Regions from separate parts of the Ovis aries genome. Here region 1 is linked to region 2. Evidence: chromatin contacts called from public Hi-C data. All regions are on one chromosome and are shown on one strand. The core of a region is the stretch at or near the end of the contact, and the rest is flanking DNA. Distances in the headings are between cores, read along the strand shown. Region 1 overlaps SKP2 (S-phase kinase associated protein 2). Region 2 holds the start of NADK2 (NAD kinase 2, mitochondrial).

Region 1 (2,987 bases), core at 456-2,955, 68 kb after region 2:
ACTCTAAAAACTACAACACACTAATGCATGGTATTGGTTTAGTTGCTAAGTCGTGTCCGACTCTTGCAACCCCATGGGCTGTAGCCTTCCAGGCTCCTCTGTTCATGGGATTCTCCAGGCAAGAATACTGGAGTGGGGTGCCATTCCCTTCTCTAGGGGATCTTCCCGACCCAGGAATCCTGCATTGCAGGCAAACTAATAGATATAACAATAAAGAAGCAGATTCACAGATACAGAGGACAAACTAGTGGTTACCAGTGGGGAGAAGGAACAGGAGAGGGATTAAGGCAATAAAGGGGAAGGTGATTAAGAGATACAAACTACTAAGCATAAAATAAGCTACAAGGATTGTACAACATGAGGAATACAGCCAACATTTTATAACAACTCTAAGTGGCATATAACCTTTAAAAATTGTAAATCACTCTTCTACACCTGTAACTTATATATTACTGTACAACAACTACACTTCAATAATAAAGAAAACCTTTGCCATTGGTACTTACCTTTGCAAATCAAGATTCTGTCAATATTAGACAAATAAAGCACACATAACTGAAAGTTCAGGCTTTTAAAGACTTTAACTGTCACACATCACCCTTGATTTTAAATGCCCGTATTCATCTGAAAAACCCCACTGTCCTCTTAGACTGAACTGAAAAAAGTTATAAGTATGAACTCAGAGGGTTTCTTACAGGGTTTTTCAACCTTGGCAGTATTGACATTTAGGACCAGATTCTTTTTTATGTGTTATTCTGCCGTCCTGTGCGTTGTTCACCAGCATTCCTGGCTTCTACCCACTAGAGGCCAGTGTGTAGATGGCATCTAGTGGGCAGATGCTTCTACCCACTAGATGCCAGTAACCCCACAGCTGTGACAATCAAAAATGTTTCCAGACCTTGCCAAATGTCCTCTTGCAGGCAAAACTGTCCCCAGTTGAGAACCACTGCTTAATACTAATCAAACACTGCATCCCTCAATTTTTATGTTTGGGTTTTAACCTAAATAATTTAGTTAAATAAAAGAAGCTCTTCTGCTTAAACATAAATTGCTTTTAAGTATAAAGGGTTTCACTCATGCATTCTGGATTCAAATCTTGCCACTAACCCACTAGCTGTCTGCATTTACCTCACTGACCCTTCTGATCAGCTAGCCGTTAGCTCATCTGAAAAACAGGAATAGGAACACACACACACACACTGGATTAAATGAGACAGTTTATGGAGGATCACGCCTAGGAGATGCTCGAGAAATCAAACCTGCTGTTATTGTTGGGACTGCTGTTGTTAAGGGCCCAACAGCCCAGAGGGTCTTACCTGATCTCTGCAGATTCTTTCGGTACCCGCTGAGATTCAGCTGGGTGATAGTCTCTGACACATGTGCAACAGCCACCTGTACATGCTTTTCAGTGAAATCATAGCACCAAGAGAGGTTCAGTTCATCCAATCTGCACGTAAGAGGGATGACAAGGAAAGCATGAAACCATTACCCACAATGAATTTTCTATGAAACCCTGCCTAAAGCTGCAAATCAAGAAAATACAGGGCCATTGATTCCTTACCATTTTCTGCATAAAACCTCAGCTTCTCTAAGCAGCTACATTTGCTCACCTGAAACTGCTTTCTCCATCTCGGTCCAGTTTGTTCCAGAAAGTTGCCAGGGGATATGAGCCAAGGGCTTAGTGAATGCTGCCCTCTTCTGGAAGACAAGGGAAGTGCTCGCCTCTCCTGCTCATACCTCATTCCAGGACTAGGAGAAATTCTAGCTTCTATGCTTTCTTTCTCAACCACGTGGGTTGTACGAAAACAACTAACAGTATGAGCTTGAGCTTGAGATGTTTTAAAAAACTGATATGTTGTACCAGGAATTCCCAATAAAGAGATGCCGACATCGCAAAAATTCACTTTATCTTACTGGGCCTCTGCTAACTAAGTAAATGAGGGCTTCAAAGGAAAAGTCCAACCTCTACATTATACATCCCATTCCTGGCATTGCTGAGAAAATGTAGGGCTACCATTTTATCTCATTGGTAACATTCTTACACAAAAACAATCTTTTCTATAAGATCATTAAGGAGAAATAAGTACAAAGCTATTAGCACAGAGACCAAGGGATATTAAAAAGGACACACACAACACTGGGTATTCTGTGAATCATGTCCCCACTCACTTATTCATTTCTGTAACTCTGTGACCTTTATATTCTGACATTAGACATTAATTACTACCTAGTATAAAAGATGTTTTAAATGGAATCACCCAGATTCATGGTGTATTTTGCAATAACAAACTTTTGATAAATAAATAGTCAAAACTGTTAAGTTAGGTCTACAGACATTACAGGGAAAAAAGCCTGACAGTATAGTCGGGTATAAATAGATACTCTTTGTACATACTGTTGATAAACACATTACCACATTTTCCTTATTTTAATAAGCCAAAGGAAAAACAAAAAAGGATCACAACACAAGCAATCTTTGCAAACTTCATCGATTTGGCTCCTGAGTTTGGACAGAAAGTTTGGATGATAAAGGGTACTGAGTTCTCCAAATCAAGAGCTCAAAGAGTTAGGAAAGCTTAAAAATGTTACCTGACTCTATCTTGATATGAAAGATACTGTATATTTGAAATCACAGTTCTAAAATCAAATCTCTAATCTCTCCTACCTGGAACAGCTGCTCAGCAAAGTCTTCAGGGCAGATTCAGAGAATCCAGAACACCCAGAAAGGTTTAGTCGCAGTAAATTTGTGTTCTGAGCAAGATTGCTGGAAAAAGAGGACAAAGTTGTAACAGTACTAACCAGATCCTCTTATTTAATAAATAAGAATGAAGCTAAGGGAGGCAGTTACAAGCACACAGGCCTTTGAGTCAGAAGTGAGTTTAAATTCACATCTTACCATCTAGATGACACCAAGTAGGATGCTTTGCCTTAGTTTACTCATCTGTGAAATGGCAAGTATCAGTATCTTCTTGGTAGTGTTGTTAAAA
Region 2 (3,183 bases), core at 561-3,060:
ACTCTGGCTCAACTCCCTCATTTTAAGATGAGGAATCTGAGGCCCAGAAAGATGAAGCAACCTGCTCAAAGTCCAGGAGCTAGTTACCGGTAGCGCTAGGACTATAAAGAAGCAAAGAGGGTGCCAAAACAAATAGATCTAAAGAGCAGGAGGGACGAAAACTAGGGTCTGCACTGCCACTTGATTCCCCTCTTGTAACAGAGGCATTTTCTTCCATTTTCATTGCTTTTACTCTATAGCTCGGATCTAAGTGTAACTATGCCAACAGTGCCCAAGTCGCCCTTCCTTCTCTTGCCTCCTAGTTTGTTCCACATTCGAAAGCCAGATCAGTAATCATCAAACATTGCTCTTAGGACTCACTTCTTTTCAGTTAAAAGCCTCCAAAAGGTCAACTACTGCCTACTAGGCTTTCCTGGTGCCTCAGCTGGTAAAGAATCCGCCGCAATGCGGGAGACCTGGGTTCCATCTCTGGGTTGGGAAAATACCCTGGAGAAGGGAACTACCCACTCCAATATTCTGACCTGGAGAATTCCATGGACTATTCCATGGGGTCTCAAAGAGTCGGACATGACTGAGCGACTTTCCCTTCACTGCTTACAGAGTAAGATCCAAATTATTAACATTCTTAACCCTTCACTCTTTCCCTATCTACTTTTAAAACCGTATCTCCCCATCTAGAAATGTTCCACTTGGCCAGACTCGTCTATCCATCAACCTTTTTCTCAAAGGCTAACCCCGCCCCCGCCCCCAGCGCGGCGGGGGGAGGGTAGGAAGAGGTTATAGTTTTTTTTTTGTTGGTTAGCAGTTGGAGAGAAGGCAATGACATCCCGCTCCAGTACTCTTGCCTGGAAAATCCCATGGACAGAGGAGCCTGATGGGCTATAGTCCATGGGGTCGCTAAGAGTCAGACACGACTGAGCGACTTTTTCTTTTCACCTTCATGCACTGGAGAAGAAAATGGCAACCCACTCCAGTGTTCTTGCCTGGAGAATCCCAGGGACGGGGGAGCCTGGTGGGCTGCCGTCTATGGGGTCGCACAGAGTCGGACACGACTGAAGCGACTTAGCAGCAGCAGTAGCTGCCACCTGCGCAGCCCCACAGGGTCCCATGCTTAGCCGAACCTGGTACTCGGCTTACTGCTCTCTTTCTCCCTTGCAATTCTTAACAATTTCTGAACAAGGGACTCTGCGTTTTCATTCTGCAGTAGGCCCCGCAAATAAGGGGAGCGATTCCTGAGTCTGTCTCTTCAAACCCTAGCCCGGAGCCGGACACTAAATTAGCCACGCAATACTGCAGGAAGGAACAAAGGGTCTATCTGCAATAACGAAACAGAATCCACAGCAAGGAGTTGCGGCTGCACATGCTTTCCCGCCAGGCGCTTAAAACCGCATTCGCAAGCCCAGCGCCACCTCAGATCAGTTCCAGCAGGGTGCAGCTCCTACACCAAATAGAATTCCAGCCCTTCCCCCGGCCGCAGCCAATCCCCGAAGCTCCTCGGCCTCCAAAACCGCTGAGGGTTCTGATTGCCTCACAGAGTTGGCCTGGTCGGGGGCGGGTGCAGACGCGGGGTAAAGGGGTGGAGCTGGAGGTCGGTCCCCGGGCGGGGAAGTGGCCACTGCGCAGGCGTGGCTGGTGAAGGATACCCAAACAAACACAGCCTCACCACTGGGAGGCCTCCCCCTTTCCCCCGCCCACCTTTTTCGTGGGCTCCTCCGACTCCCAATCGCCCGGCTTTCCCCGCCCCCGTCAACGTCTGGGCACGTCCCCCGCGCGGCGCGGGCCACGCACTGCTGTGCACTTAACCTCTGCCAGTCTGGCGGGAACCCGGAGGCAGGGGCGGCGCGGACGGCACGCAGTGCTGCCGGCGGGGAGCCGAGGCCTGCAGCCGCTGCCGGGCCGACGATGACTTGTTACCGAGGCTTCCTGCTGGGCAGCTGTTGTCGCGTGGCTGGGGGCCGGGCAGCGGCGCTCAGGGGGCCGGGCGCGGGAGGCCCCGGCGCGCGGCCGTGGCTTGGTGGTGAAGGCGGCGGCCGGCGGCACCTGGGGCAGGGGCAGCCGCGCGAGCTGGCGGGCTGTGGTAGCCGCCCCGACGGCGGCTTCCGCCCGTCCCGGGTGGTGGTGGTGGCCAAAACCACCCGGTACGAGTTCGAGCAGCAGCGATATCGTTACGCGGAGCTCTCGGAGGAGGACCTGAAGCAGCTGGTGGGTCCCGGCGGCCCCCGCTCTTGTGTCTCGGCCGGGCCCCGGGCCGCGACTTTGGGGGGCCGGCCGCGCCCCCTCGGGCGAGACCTCTCGGGACAACCCTTCTTCCCAGGGCATCCTAGATGCCAGGCCTGCCCTACACGCTACCCTCCACTCCCTCCGGCTTCGCTTGTAGGCTCCCCTCTCCTGCGTGCGCGCGCGAGCGTGTGTGTGTGTTTAGAGAGAGAGAGCGGGGGGCAGGTTCATTGCTGGTGCGAAGACCCCCGCCCCCAAGCCGGGGCGTCTGTAGGAACCTTGGGTGGGAGAAGGACTCCCACTGTGGGAGAGGTTTGGGGATTCATTTGCGCCCTCGCCACCCACACCCCCTTTAAACAACCCGGAGTGAGGTAGGTCTGAAGCTTGGATGCTCTGGGAATCTCTCCCCAGGCCGCCCCGGGGGCAAAGGGGGCCTCTGGGTGCCGCTGCGGGCAGCGGAAAAGAGGGCTCTGGTACCGCGGACACACCCCCTTTTACGGGGCACGACTGCCAGGCCTGGGTCACTCCGGAGAGCCAGTCGGCTTGAGCCTTTTCCGTGCTGGAACGTGGTCCTCAGACAAGATTCTAGGAGTTTGCTTTAAAAGCTCACGTGTCTCCCGTGCTAGGAAGAGCAAGGGAGAAATTTGACTTTGAATGTATGTTATTAAATAGAAAGGTCCAAACCAAGGCAGGTAAATGTCTATAATGTAGTAATGCCTGCACAACAGACTATGTTTGGTATAGGTGTTTAATATCTTTGCAAAGTAAATAAATACACCTAAGCTTCCTTGGTGGCTCAGAGGTTAAAGCATTTGCCTGCAATGCGGGAGACCTGGGTTCGACCCCTGGGTCCGGAAGATCCCCTGGAGAAGGAGATGGCAACCCACTCCAGTATTCTTGCCTGGAGAATCCCATGGATGGAGGAGCCTGGTGGGCTATAGCCCATGGGGTCGGACACGACTGAGC

The links. A called contact is a pair of places that touch in the nucleus more often than the background predicts.
Region 1: a contact with region 2 is called in a Hi-C map of hypothalamus, with 2.9 times the contacts expected there. The contact joins the enhancer-like site here to the promoter of NADK2 in region 2. A contact is called at or near these places in 6 of 16 Hi-C or Micro-C datasets (hypothalamus, liver, mixed tissues and 2 more).

The regions. Positions count from the first base shown.
Region 1 is chr16:38,213,871-38,216,857 of ARS-UI_Ramb_v3.0, forward strand. It overlaps SKP2 (S-phase kinase associated protein 2), which reads right to left. Exons shown (of 11, transcript XM_042233865.2): 6 at 2,666-2,764; 7 at 1,317-1,447. Among named protein-coding and RNA genes, the nearest start is that of SKP2, 21 kb to the right of the region's middle. Within about 2 kb of position 1,706, at least 2 of the 54 cell types and tissues checked have an H3K27ac peak or open chromatin away from gene starts, as enhancers often do. A contact at or near this core is called in hypothalamus, where this site is marked.
Region 2 is chr16:38,146,249-38,149,431 of ARS-UI_Ramb_v3.0, forward strand. It overlaps NADK2 (NAD kinase 2, mitochondrial), which reads left to right and starts at 1,811. Exons shown (of 12, transcript XM_027980116.2): 1 at 1,811-2,202. The coding sequence starts at 1,903.